Linked DNA regions of Mus musculus: all the other regions are linked to region 1. Evidence: chromatin contacts called from public promoter capture Hi-C data. All regions are on one chromosome and are shown on one strand. The core of a region is the stretch at or near the end of the contact, and the rest is flanking DNA. Distances in the headings are between cores, read along the strand shown. Region 1 holds the start of Tomm20l (translocase of outer mitochondrial membrane 20-like). Region 2 holds the start of Lrr1 (leucine rich repeat protein 1). Region 3 holds the start of 9330151L19Rik (RIKEN cDNA 9330151L19 gene).

The links. Promoter capture Hi-C pulls out the DNA fragments that hold promoters and counts their contacts.
Region 2: a contact with region 1 is called in a promoter capture Hi-C map of neutrophils, with 3 times the contacts expected there. The contact joins the promoter of Lrr1 here to the promoter of Tomm20l in region 1. A contact is called at or near these places in 2 of 39 promoter capture datasets (neutrophils and pre-B cells).
Region 3: a promoter capture Hi-C map of neutrophils shows a contact between it and region 1, with 5 times the contacts expected there. The contact joins the promoter of 9330151L19Rik here to the promoter of Tomm20l in region 1.

Annotation. Positions count from the first base shown.
Region 1 is chr12:71,109,426-71,113,352 of GRCm38.p6, reverse strand. Tomm20l (translocase of outer mitochondrial membrane 20-like) reads right to left here and starts at 1,925. Exons shown (of 5, transcript NM_029227.1): 1 at 1,773-1,925; 2 at 1,604-1,647. The coding sequence starts at 1,908. It overlaps Gm32906 (a long non-coding RNA gene), which reads left to right. Exons shown (of 3, transcript XR_381662.3): 2 at 1-275; 3 at 1,660-2,602.
Region 2 is chr12:69,166,549-69,170,475 of GRCm38.p6, reverse strand. It overlaps Lrr1 (leucine rich repeat protein 1), which reads right to left and starts at 1,662. Exons shown (of 4, transcript NM_001081406.2): 1 at 1,414-1,662. The coding sequence starts at 1,620.
Region 3 is chr12:69,194,949-69,198,875 of GRCm38.p6, reverse strand. It overlaps 9330151L19Rik (RIKEN cDNA 9330151L19 gene), which reads right to left and starts at 1,665. Exons shown (of 2, transcript NR_033222.1): 1 at 1,261-1,665; 2 at 1-1,148. It overlaps Dnaaf2 (dynein, axonemal assembly factor 2), which reads left to right and starts at 447. Exons shown (of 3, transcript NM_027269.4): 1 at 447-2,384. The coding sequence starts at 591.

The sequences.
Region 1 (3,927 bases), core at 676-3,175:
GACTGCTTGCCCCTGGGAATGCAGCCCAGCATATGATGAGGACCCACAAACTACATGACAAGGTCACATGCAGGAGCATGCGAACAGTTCCAGCTAAGTGAACACTCAGCATCAACTGGCAGGCGTGATGGGATGTGCTTTCAAGATAACCGACTCAACATAACTCCCCGGAGCCAGCCCCGCCACTGTGGAGCAACTGTGTTATTCTCCGCCCAAACCTGCTCAGACTGCAGATTCAGGAGCCAAGCACTAAGGAGAGCAAGCTTAACCCAACAGTAAGCAACCTGAGTAGCCACTGTGCTAATTCCACACTGGAAAGGTTCTGTCTCTCTCCAGGCTCTTGTTACATTGGCTGGCTTTGGGAGCCTACTCCCTTCTATTGCTGTCCTCCGCCAGACATGTCTCACACATAATAGGACCTTAAGTAGGCACAAGCTGATCACCTGAAAGATGGGAAGGTGAGAGTTCTCATGCGCTTTTAGGCTCATGTGAGTTAACAAAAGCTGGACCAATAGCCAAGATGACCGAATCCTCTTTAAAAATAACTAATAAGGGAGAGGGCTGAAGAGGGTGGCTTGGTAGTCAGGAACACTGGTTGCTCTTCCTGAGGACCAAGGTTCAATTCCCGGCATCTGTACCGCAGCTCACAACTTTCTTAGCTCCAGTCCCAGGCGATCAGATGCTCTCTTCTGACCCCTAAATGCTACCATTGATAGCCACATATGGCTGGGAAAACATCCATACACACTAGAATAAGAGGCAGTTTTTAAAAGTGACTAATACAGACAGTATTAATTCATCAGGTTAAAAAGCACTTTCCAGCAAACCTGACCCCCTGAGTTAGACACATGGGACCAGCGACAGAAGTGACTGGACCTCACAAGTTGTCCTCTGACCATCACATATGGGCCATCTTCCTCCTCTGTCTAAAAAATAATAATCACCATCAAAACCCAACTAGTCAATCATAATCTATGTTGGCCTGGGGGGCCTAGGCATCCTGTGAGGATATGAGAAGGACCAAGTTTCTCTTCTTTCTTCTAAGTTAAAAAAAAAAAAAAGAGTGCCCGTCCCTACCACATGTAATTTACAGATGCCTTTCTCTCTCTAACAGTGTTCTCTTTGGCCCAGGCTAACCTTGAACTCCCTCCTGTCTCAGCCTCCCAAGCGATGATTCTGCACACTGAGTATCAAGCCCTGTTTATACTTAAAAACAAAACATAAACAATAAGAAAAACTTTTTTTTTAAATGTGTATGGGTGTTTTGCCAGCATGTATGTCTGCAACCATGTGCATCTCTGTCGCTTCCTGGAGGACAGAAGAGGGTGACAGATCCCTTGGGATTGGAGTTACAGATGGTTGTGAGCTACCCTGTGGGTGCTGGCAATCAAACCTGAGTCCTCTGAAAGAGCAGCCAACCCTCTTGGCCGCTGAGCCATCCCACCAGATCTTCATAATGTGTCCTTACCAGACCCACTTTTCCTTTCTTTCCTTCCCCTTTATAATTAGAAGGTTAAAACTTTATAAAGCAGGTGTGCCACACTGGCAGGCCTCTTCTCCCTGGGCTTCTAGAAGGTTCCTTGGCGGGTCTGCTGCACCTCACCTGCCTGGCGGGCGCCTGGGCCTTGGGCTGTCCAGCTCTTCTCTCTGCAAACACAGGCACGAGCTGGCTGGGAAAGCCAGGTAGCATGGACACGGGTGACCGGGGCACCGGTTTGGGAACCAGCCCGGGCTTGGCCGCCCTCCCTCCCGCCGACCGCACTGGCACTCACTGTCCTGCAGGCGGCGGCGGAATGCGGGGTCTCGGTGCCGCCTCCAGTCCAGGTAGACGCAGTAGCTGAGTAGGACGACCGCGCCGCCCGCTGCCAAGCCCGCCAGGAGACCGACGCCAAGACGGACGCTGGGCATTGGGTTGCCCTGCGAGCGTTGGGCACGGGCCAGCCACACGTGAGCAAACCCCGGGTCCCGAACCCAGGACTCGGGAATTCTGAGCCTTCTCCAGCCTGACAAGACCATTTCCTGTGGCCAGGGCATGCAGTGTCCTTGGGTCGCCTGGATTTCCCTTGCACTTCAATTGGCCCCACGTTATCTCAACTTAGCCCTGGTCAGGCTGGCCAGCCTCCTCCTGTAGGTCCCCAGAACACTCACAATCCAAGTTCTCCACCCACCATAACTCAGGAGAGGGAAAGGAATCGGAAGTAATAATATAGAAGAAAAGCAAACAAAATCATTTTGCCGGTGCTTTTCCCTTTATGTTTGTTTTATTCAGCAAACACAACAAAAGAATACACAGATTTTGTCTCAAAGATCATAAAGGCATTACAAAGCTAAACCTTGTTGTTTTCGTCGTTGTTTTTCAGAGACAGGTTTTCTCTGTAGCAGTGGCTGTCCTGGAACTCACTCTGTAAACCAGGCTGGCCTAGCCTCTGCCTCCCTGAGCACTGATGCTGGGATTAAATTCGTTTGTAATTTACATGTATGGCTGTTTGCCTGTAGGTGTATATCCATGTGTGATGGGCATGCTCAATGCCTACAAAAGAAGGTGTCTGGTCCCTGGAACTGGAGTTACTGACAGTTGTGAACAACCATGTGTACACTGGTAAACCCTTGCCCTCTACAAGAGCAACAAATGCTCTAAACCACCAAGCCATCTCTCCTAGGCCTGTTTTAATTCTTTACTTTGTTTGTTTGCTTGCTTGCTTGTTTTTGTTGAGACAGGGTTTCTCTGTGTAGCCCTGGCTGTCCTGGAGCTCACTCTGTAGACCAGGCTGGCCTGGAACTCAGAAATCCACCTGCCTCTGCCTCCCCAAGTGCTGGGATTCAAGGCGTGCGCCACCACCACCCAGTCTGCTTTAATTTTCAACCGTCCATGTAGCTCATGGTGGCCTGAAACTCTCCATCCTCCTGCCTCAGTTCCAAAGTCCTTAAATAGTTTTTGTTGTGCATTATTCAACTGTACTTACTAATTCACTGTTAACTACCATTATTGTCATAGCAAGGCACCCTATCTGCCCTGAATACCAGTGAGATTAAGAAGTCCCTGTCCTTGGTCTTAGACGTAGTGAAAGTTACACACTGCTTTCCTGAATAGTGCATGTTCTTCCTATGATAACTAAAGTCTTCTATTTGCAAAAGTTTATTATAAAAACAAAAACTGGCTGTCATTACAGGACAACGTCATGGTCTGTTGTAGCTGGGACTGTTGTGTGACAACATTTTCCCTGGGGAGACAACACACACATTTCCTCACCTCAGGTAGAAGTCCTACAACTGACCTAAGTACAAACACCACCGAAATCCAACTTGGTGAACCAGTGAGTTTTTATTGGAGTTACAGGAGTCGGGGTTCGGGGCCAAAGGAGCAGGAATGACTCAGAGACATCTGCATCCCCACAGCCCACTCCAGCACGGGTGACAGCCCACAAAGCAGGGGACCTGGAGCATACTGCACAGCCTGCAGGCAGCTCACCAGGGGGGAGTGGCCTTTCCAGGTGACTCAGTTGGTCTGAACTTCCAGGCATGTCTTCTCTGTAGCTCAGCTTCCTTCTATCTGAGGGAGTCCCAGTTTTTGTGTTGCTGACTGTGGCAGGGAGAGGCATAGTGAATCTGGGCTTCCAAACGGAAGGTCCTCATGTTTGCACAGCAAAGTACTTTACCTACTGAGGCACTTCCCCAGTCCCCCTGGGGGGACTGGCTTTTGATTGAGTGATGTAGCCAGCTCCAAATGGTGCTTGTTAAGGCTGGCTGGAACTTCTACCACCACGAGCCTGCCTACAGTATATTGTGGTCCTTCCCTTTCACGATCTCCAGGGTGAGTCTCTAGGGTAAGAGAAAGGACTGGGGCCTGAGACATGTGTTCGGGTGGGAAGGGAACAGTGCTAAAGAAAGGATGGACAACTACCAAAGAAATGAGATATAAACAGTGTC
Region 2 (3,927 bases), core at 413-2,912, 1.9 Mb after region 1:
GCTCACACTTTTAATCCCAGAACTCAGGAATTCACAGCTATATGGATCTTTGTGAATTCCAGGCCAGATCTACAGAGTTCCAGGACAGTTGAGCTACACATAGTAAGAGCCTGTTTTAAAACAACAACAACAACAACAACTGGCTCTTGGAACTGGCGCGTGCCTTTAATCCCAGCAACTGGGACAGATGGGACAGAAACAGCAGAAATTTTTATGAGTTTGAAGCCTGCCTGGTCTACAGTGAGCTCCAGACCAGCCATAGTTACAGAGCAAGACCTTGTCTCAATACATACATGTATACATTTAATTTTTTTTTCTCCTAGAACTGCAGTGTAAAGTCTTAGCTGAACTTAGCTGAAGGACAGGATAAAAGACAACATAGAACCAGACTCCTTAATAGCCTAGACAGGCAGGATTTAGATTAATGCCTGGGTGGAAGACGTTGTTAAAATGGTAGAATCTTTGCCTATCTTGCCTGTCATGCATAAAGCCCTAGGTTCTGCCCTCAACACAGTAGTACAAACCAGGTGTGTAGTGGTAACCCCAGAACTTGGGCGGGCTGTAGAGGCATGTGGATCAGGAAGTCAAGGTCCTCCTTACCACTACTAGCCTAACATGCACAAGGTCCTGGGCTCCATCCCCAACACTCCAAAATTAAATGGATGAATGAATAAATAAAAATAAGTAACTTGAATAAGATAATGCTCTCTTCTCTCAACTAAGCATTTGTTGTGGATTATAATATGTGAGGTAAAGAATCCCGAAAACAGCTGGGCGTGGTGGTGCACGCCTTTAATCCCAGTACTTGGTAGGCAGAGGCAGGCGGATTTCTGAGTTCGTGGCCAGCCTGGTCTACAGAGTAAGTTCCAGGACAGCCAGGCCTACACAGAGAAACCCTGCCTTGAAAAACCAAAAAAAAAAAAAAAAAAGAATCCCGAAAACATAACATCCGCTAAAAAATCAGATGCAGGGTGAGGGACTCATTCCCTTATCTCCATTCATAGTTGACACAAAGACATCTTGTTTTGATCAAATAGCACTGCCTGGTAATGGAGGAAAACGGATTTTATAAACCTCGTTTTCAAACCTCCGGTTCAGACAGACTAGACTGGAGTTGGCCACCCGTCTCTGGACCTAAGTCGGGTCAAGCATTTTCTAAACAAATAACAGAGAGGATACATGTGGCAAACCTCTTCAACAACAACAACAATAACAACCACTCAAGTTTGGATAGTATTCATTGTTACATGCATTTTCTGTGTGCTGGAGATTTAACCAAAAGCCTCATATGCTGCTCTGCTTCAGTGTCGGAGGCTTGTACCCCGGCGGGATCGCTGTCTACCAACTCATACCCGCAGAAGCCAGCAGCTAAAGTAAGGAGGCGTGGGTGCTCAAGACGCTGGGGGCGCGTACCTTGTAGCTGGTTCCCTGCCTGTCCTTCATGGTGGAGACCAGCAGGCAGGCGTGGCCGCCCGGCTCTGCTCTTGCCTCAGGCTGCAGCTCATTCCTGCCCGGGGCCTGGCACAGGCTCACCACCGCTCGCACGCCCTTGCCTCGGCTCTTGAGCCCTAAGGTTGGCAAATGACAGCTACGGACCTCCACCTCGCAGGGCAGCCTCATCTTGCAGCTAAGTCGCCCGCTGGCCCGCAGGCTTTAAAACTTGGCGCCTCCCGCCTGACAGGTCTGCCGGGGTCCTCGCGATAGAGGTGTCCATGGTGCGCCTAAACCCATCGGCTTTGTGGCTTCTCGGAGTCCCACTCCAGTTTCCACGTAGAATGGTGGAATGCCCATGTTTTAGCATTATTTAACTTTTAATGACAGAACCTCTGCGTGCTCCGGAGCGCCCGGAGGATTTGTCCTCTGTTTTCGGACAGGCGGCCGCCGAGGGCACCATGTCCTTAAGCTGGGGGCGTGGTAGGTGTGGGTGTGTGCTGCCCGTCCTGGTGTTTCCCGCGCCCTTTGCTAGAGGCCAGCGGACCCGGGGATGGGGATAGCTGGAAGGCTGGTGTCACCTTGTTTATAGACACACACCCCAGCGAGAAAGCATTCTTGTTGGGCATTGCAAGTCAGAGCGGAGCTTTAGGTGACAATAACTGGCAAGGCAATTCCTGTTGAGCAAACTTTACTTTGCAGCCATGGTCGGCCTTGGAAAGGCAGTGGAGACCCACATTCACGCCTCATTTACTGAGCCCGTGGCGGTGGGAGATACCCTGGAGGGTCCCCCACCCGGTCAGAGGAGAAGGGGAGTGAGGGGAGGGTTGTGGGAGGGGATGAGCGGGATGTAAAGTGAATATGTAAAAAAAAAAAAAAAAAAACACTGCACACATCGGGTTGTCTTACCTTCAATGTCCTCGGTATCAACTTTCAAGTAAAAGCTACGAAATTGCTCAGCGACACTTATTTATTTGTTTGTTTGTTTGTTTATTTGTGTATCTATCTATCTATCTATCTGACCCCGGGCTAGGGAAGCGCTTACTCTCAGGTGAAGTGGTGCATTAGAAAACCCCCTTGCCTTACCTTGTAGTAAACAATTAATACAAGTTACACACTTGCAATTGTGAAATGGCTTTCAGAAATACCAATTTTCAATTTAACCGTGGCAAAATTCAAAATTATGATTTAGCCTTCAACGGACATCCCTGTTTACATATAACATGGTGAATTGTATCCGTGTTGGTTTCACATCCTCAAAACCACGTATTCAGGAGATAGGCAAAGACAATCAATTTGCACCCCACCACAAAAAATTCTCTTACACATTCATATGTTTTTAGTTGCTTAACATTTTTTTCTCCAGGCATTGTCACCTAAAGCTCTGCTGGGACTTGACATATGCTCCCTGATAGAGCATCAAAACATTTATTTTATTTTATGTATTCATTTTTTGGTTTTTCGAGACAGGGTTTCTCTGTATAGCCCAGGCTGTCCTGGAACTCACTTTATAGATCAGGCTGGCCTCAAACTCAGAAATCCAGCTGCCTCTGACTCCCAAGTGCTGGGATTAAAGGCGTGCGCCACCACAGCCCGGCACATCAAAACATTAGCAGCATTCTCAGGCTTATGGAAAAATTATATTTAAGCAAACCAGAATTTTTCAAGGACCATTAGGCTTCATAAATTACCTATTTTCGGTATTTGGGTGGATAATAGTAGAGATCGAAAATAGAACACCTGGGCTGGTGAGATGGCTCAGTGGGTTAGAGCACCCGACTGCTCTTCCGAAGGTCCAGAGTTCAGATCCCAGCAGCCACATGGTGGCTCACAACCATCCGTAACAGGATCTGACTCCCTCTTCTGGAGTGTCTGAAGACAGCTACAGTGTACTTACATATAATAAATAAATAAATCTTTAAAAAAAAAAAAAAAAAAAGAAAGAAAATAGAACACCTTCCTAAAGTATTACAGTTGCATTAAATATACACTAGGTTCATTTGAGAGCTAGAATTTAAATCTTGCATGAAACTTGTAATTTTAACTACATGTTTCTGAAATGCAAAGCAGTCAAGAACATAAGGGTTTTGGTTCAGTAAGACATTAGGCAGCTTCAATATATGTAGTTTAGAGTCAATAGAGGTTTTAGGCTGAAACAATGGTATATACTGCCAAATATTTGTCAGACCCTCTCTCGAACACACTGGCCTTGGCATTGTACCTATAGTCTCCTGCATAGTAGGCAAGCAATTGTAAACTATACCCTCCCCGCCCCCACACCCAATATATTGTGTTTGAGGTTGACCTTGAACTCACAGAGATCTTCCTGCCTCTACCTATGAGTGCCGGGATTAAAGGTGTGCACCACCACACCTGGCACCAATTTTCCTTCTTGAGACATCCAATTACACCTAAAATTTCTGTATTTATTTTCCTGGGTTTCTGGCATAGAAGGCATCCAATTGATAATAAAATGAATTTCTCTGACTGCTTTTC
Region 3 (3,927 bases), core at 416-2,915, 1.9 Mb after region 1:
TGTAATTTTGCTAAGTGATTTGAGAGCTTGCATTTACATTATAAAAAGCGAACACCTTTCTGATGCTTATTAATCTCTGGGATTTGTTTTGTCATCTTTTGCCCCCAAGGGTTTCTGGGAGACAACTATAAGGTGGAATACCTGAAAATGGTAAGGGTTTACTAACGTTGGTTCCACAAAGTAAAGAGAGTCAGATAAAGTTAGGTTTGTGAATTAGCTAGTAAACTTCTCTCTTGTTGGTGAAATTAAACAGTTAATAAGATAAAGACACAGCGCTGAAGATGAGGACAGTTACCACAATAGACTGCAAAGTACACGTATCCTGACACAGTAATTTAAAACCTGTAGCAGGTAGTGTCTGCTTGGTTTGAAGTAACAGTGGAGCCTATTTCTAGCATTTCTACCAGATCGCTGCCCCTCCTCCCAGGCGTTACTATGGCAACAAAGCACGCGCTGCCCGGCCTTGACAATCCAGCCGTTACCTTCTTGGACTGGTCAGTTCTCCATGAGCCAGACTCTGAAGCGCATCCTAGACACTCAATTCACCCTGATCCTTCACTGGGTCTGGGCATTGGGCCGTGTGGGTCACCATGGCCAAGGCGGCGGCCTCCTCAGCGCTGGAGGACTTGGATCTGAGCAGAGAGGAGGTGCAGCGGTTCACCTCCGCCTTTCAGGACCCAGAGTTCCGCCGAATGTTCTCCGAGTACGCCGCGGAGATCACGGACCCCGAGAACCGGAGGCGCTACGAGGAGGAGATCACAGCCCTGGAGCGGGAGCGTGGGGTGGATGTGCGGTTCGTGCACCCTGAGCCGGGCCATGTGCTGCGTACCAGCCTGGACGGGGAGCACCGCTGCTACGTGAACGTGTGCAGCAACTCACTGGTAGGCGTACCTAGCAGCCGGCCCGGCCCGGGGCGCGGCGGCACGGCAGCTGGCAGCCACTGGTCCCTGCCCTATAGCCTGGCTCCCGGCCGCCAGTATGCCGGCCGCAACGGCGCCCGCTACACCGTCTACGACGTGGTCTTCCACCCCGAAGCGCTGGCGCTGGCCCGGAGCCACGAGCGCTTCCGCGAAATGCTGGACGCCACGGCCCTGGAGGCGGTGGAGCAGCAGTTCGGCGTCAGGCTGGACCGCAGGAACGCCAAGACCCTGAAGATCAAGTACAAGGGGATGCCCGAGGCCGCAGTGCTCCGCACGCCCCTACCCGGGGGCGTCCCGGCCCAGCCCGAGGGGGAGCCACCAGGGCTTTTCCCGGACCCACCATATCCATACCGCTACCCCGCGGCAGCGGCGGCGAACACTGCCCGCTCGCCCGCGTCCCCCGCTCCCGAGGCCGTGCAGCGCCCAGAGCCCACGGAGCCGCGCTGCTCCGTGGTGCAGCGCCACCACGTAGACCTCCAGGATTACCGCTGCTCGCGCGACGCGGCCCCGAGCACCGTGCCGCACGAGCTGGTGGTCACCATCGAGCTGCCGCTGCTGCGCTCGGTCGAGCGGGCGGAGCTGGAGGTGAAGGGGAAGCTGCTGTGCCTGGACTCGAGAAACCCCGACTACCGGCTGCGGCTCTCGCTGCCGTACCCGGTGGACGACGGCCGCGGCAAGGCACAGTACAACAAGGCGCGGCGGCAGCTGGTGGTCACGCTGCCGGTGGCGCTGGCCGACGCGCGCCAGGAACCCCCGGCCGCGACACCGGAAGAGCCCGCGGAGGAGACCGGAACTGACGACGTAGCCCGCACTTCCGCGGGCGATTTTGCAGCGGCGCGGGAAGAGTCTGCAGATGGAACCGGAGCTGACCACGGGGAGAAGAGCGGTGTGGGAGCCCCAGACCCCGGGGCTGCACACGCTGAAGGGGAGCTCGTTCCCGAACCGGAGCAGGACTTCGGAGGGGACTCGGTGGCACCTCTAGACCTCGGGAAAGGGACTTCTCCTGGGGACCGAAGCCTCCCTTACTCTGCTTTCCCGGGCGGCGACACCGAATCCCTGTGCGGAGACCCCGGTGTCCAGACGAATGAGGAGCAGGAGAGGACCCGCCACGACACCGCGGGCTCAGCCATGGGTGACCCCGGAACCGAGAGCATCGCACCCGTGTGCCCTCCTTTACAGTGTAATCAGGACGAAGACTCCTTGACTTTGCTCATCCAAGTGCCTGGGATTCTGCCACAAACTCTTCACGGACATCTAAGCCCCGTCGGTTACGAATTGTGCTTCTCTACACAAGACTCGGGTTATTCCTGCACTTTGCAGTTTGCTCCAGAGAATAAGTTGAGTACCAGAGAACCCGAGACTAGCGTTTCTTTAAATAATGCAGTCATAGTACTGGCAAAATCTCCAGAGAGCCACGGACTTTGGCGAGAGTGGTATTGTGGCTTGAACAAGGAGTCTTTGGAGGTAACCGTTCTCACTATTTGAAATACTCTATCTTACTTTAAACATTTTTTGTTACAGGCACATAAACAAATATTTTCTATCTATTCATACGATGACAGTGCAGGCTAAGCTCATTCTCAAAGAGAAGATTGCACGTATTCTATCCTAAGGATGCTCTTAAGCCTTCACGGTTGACCCGTATTACACCTGTTTACTCGGGGTCCACCGACTAGAAAACCAGTGGATTTTAGTGACTTCTCTCTAGACTTCTGGAAATGTATGCAAGAAATTGAGGGTTCAGTCTCTCCTGAGAAAAAGGTTATAACTATAGTTAGTAAGATCTTGTCTCAAAAAAACAAGTGTGTGTGTGGATTGGGCACTTGGTAATTTTGTTTGAGGTTTATATCAAAGTTATATGTAAACTGCAACAGTGAAGAGGCTAAGGTGTAGTTCGGTGGCAGAGTGTTGGCCTGCAGCCTCCCAGAAAGTCAAGTTGTCACAGACAACAATAGCTTTGTAGACTGTTCAACCCTGAGCTCTGAGCTCCAGCCTGCCAAAACAGTTCACTTCTTCTAGATGTTTTTCTAAATCACAGTGGGATTAAGGCATATTTGAAGACTTAAGTAGATTTATTATAATTATACCATTAATTATTATCACCTGTGATGGGGCTAATGGGATCATAAAACCCGTTCTTTTATTTTATACTATACTGTATCAAGCCCCAAGTATCGGACATAATGATGCGTTCAGGAGCGTTACACCCTAACGTTCAGGAGCCTGAGGCAGGAGGATTATGAGTTTGAGGCCAGTTTTTTTTTTTTTTTTTTTGGTTTTTCGAGACAGGGTTTCTCTGTATAGTCCTGGCTGTCCTGGAACTCACACTGTAGACCAGGCTGGCCTTGAACTCAGAAATCCGCCTGCCTCTGCCTCCGGAGTGCTGGGATTAAAGGCGTGTGCCACCACACCCAGCTTGAGGCCAGTTTTATAGTGAGACACAGTCCTAAAAAAAAAAGAAAATTGGGAGTAGTGAGACATACAGTAATTTCATTACTATATATGTTTTTATGAAACTAGTCATAGAGAGACTCGTGGCTTTCAAGGCCAGAATTGTCACTTTACACATAAAAAGTACTAAATACATATTTATTTACACCCTAAGTAGTAACTAAGTTTTAGGGCCAGTGAATTCAGCCACTCATAATAAAATCAGTCATTAGGATAAATATGAATTTTCTGTAGTTACCATTTCCATATAGATATTTCCTTGAATTCCTGAGAATTCAAAATATTTGGTGTATCTTTTTTTCAGAATGAAGCAGAGGTAATAAATGAATGAATATAAGACCATGAATCTCAAATGTTAGCAAGGCAAATTGCTCTAAATATAAAATTATTCTAATCCATTAGTTCTCTTGCAAATTCAAATATTGTTTAATTTAATTGAACATAACTTGAAACATATCTCTAATTTTTGTCCCCCCTCTTTGGACCACCTAATAATCTTTACTTTGTAATTACAATATTATTTAAATAAAAGCACAGAAGATAATTTTATTTGAGG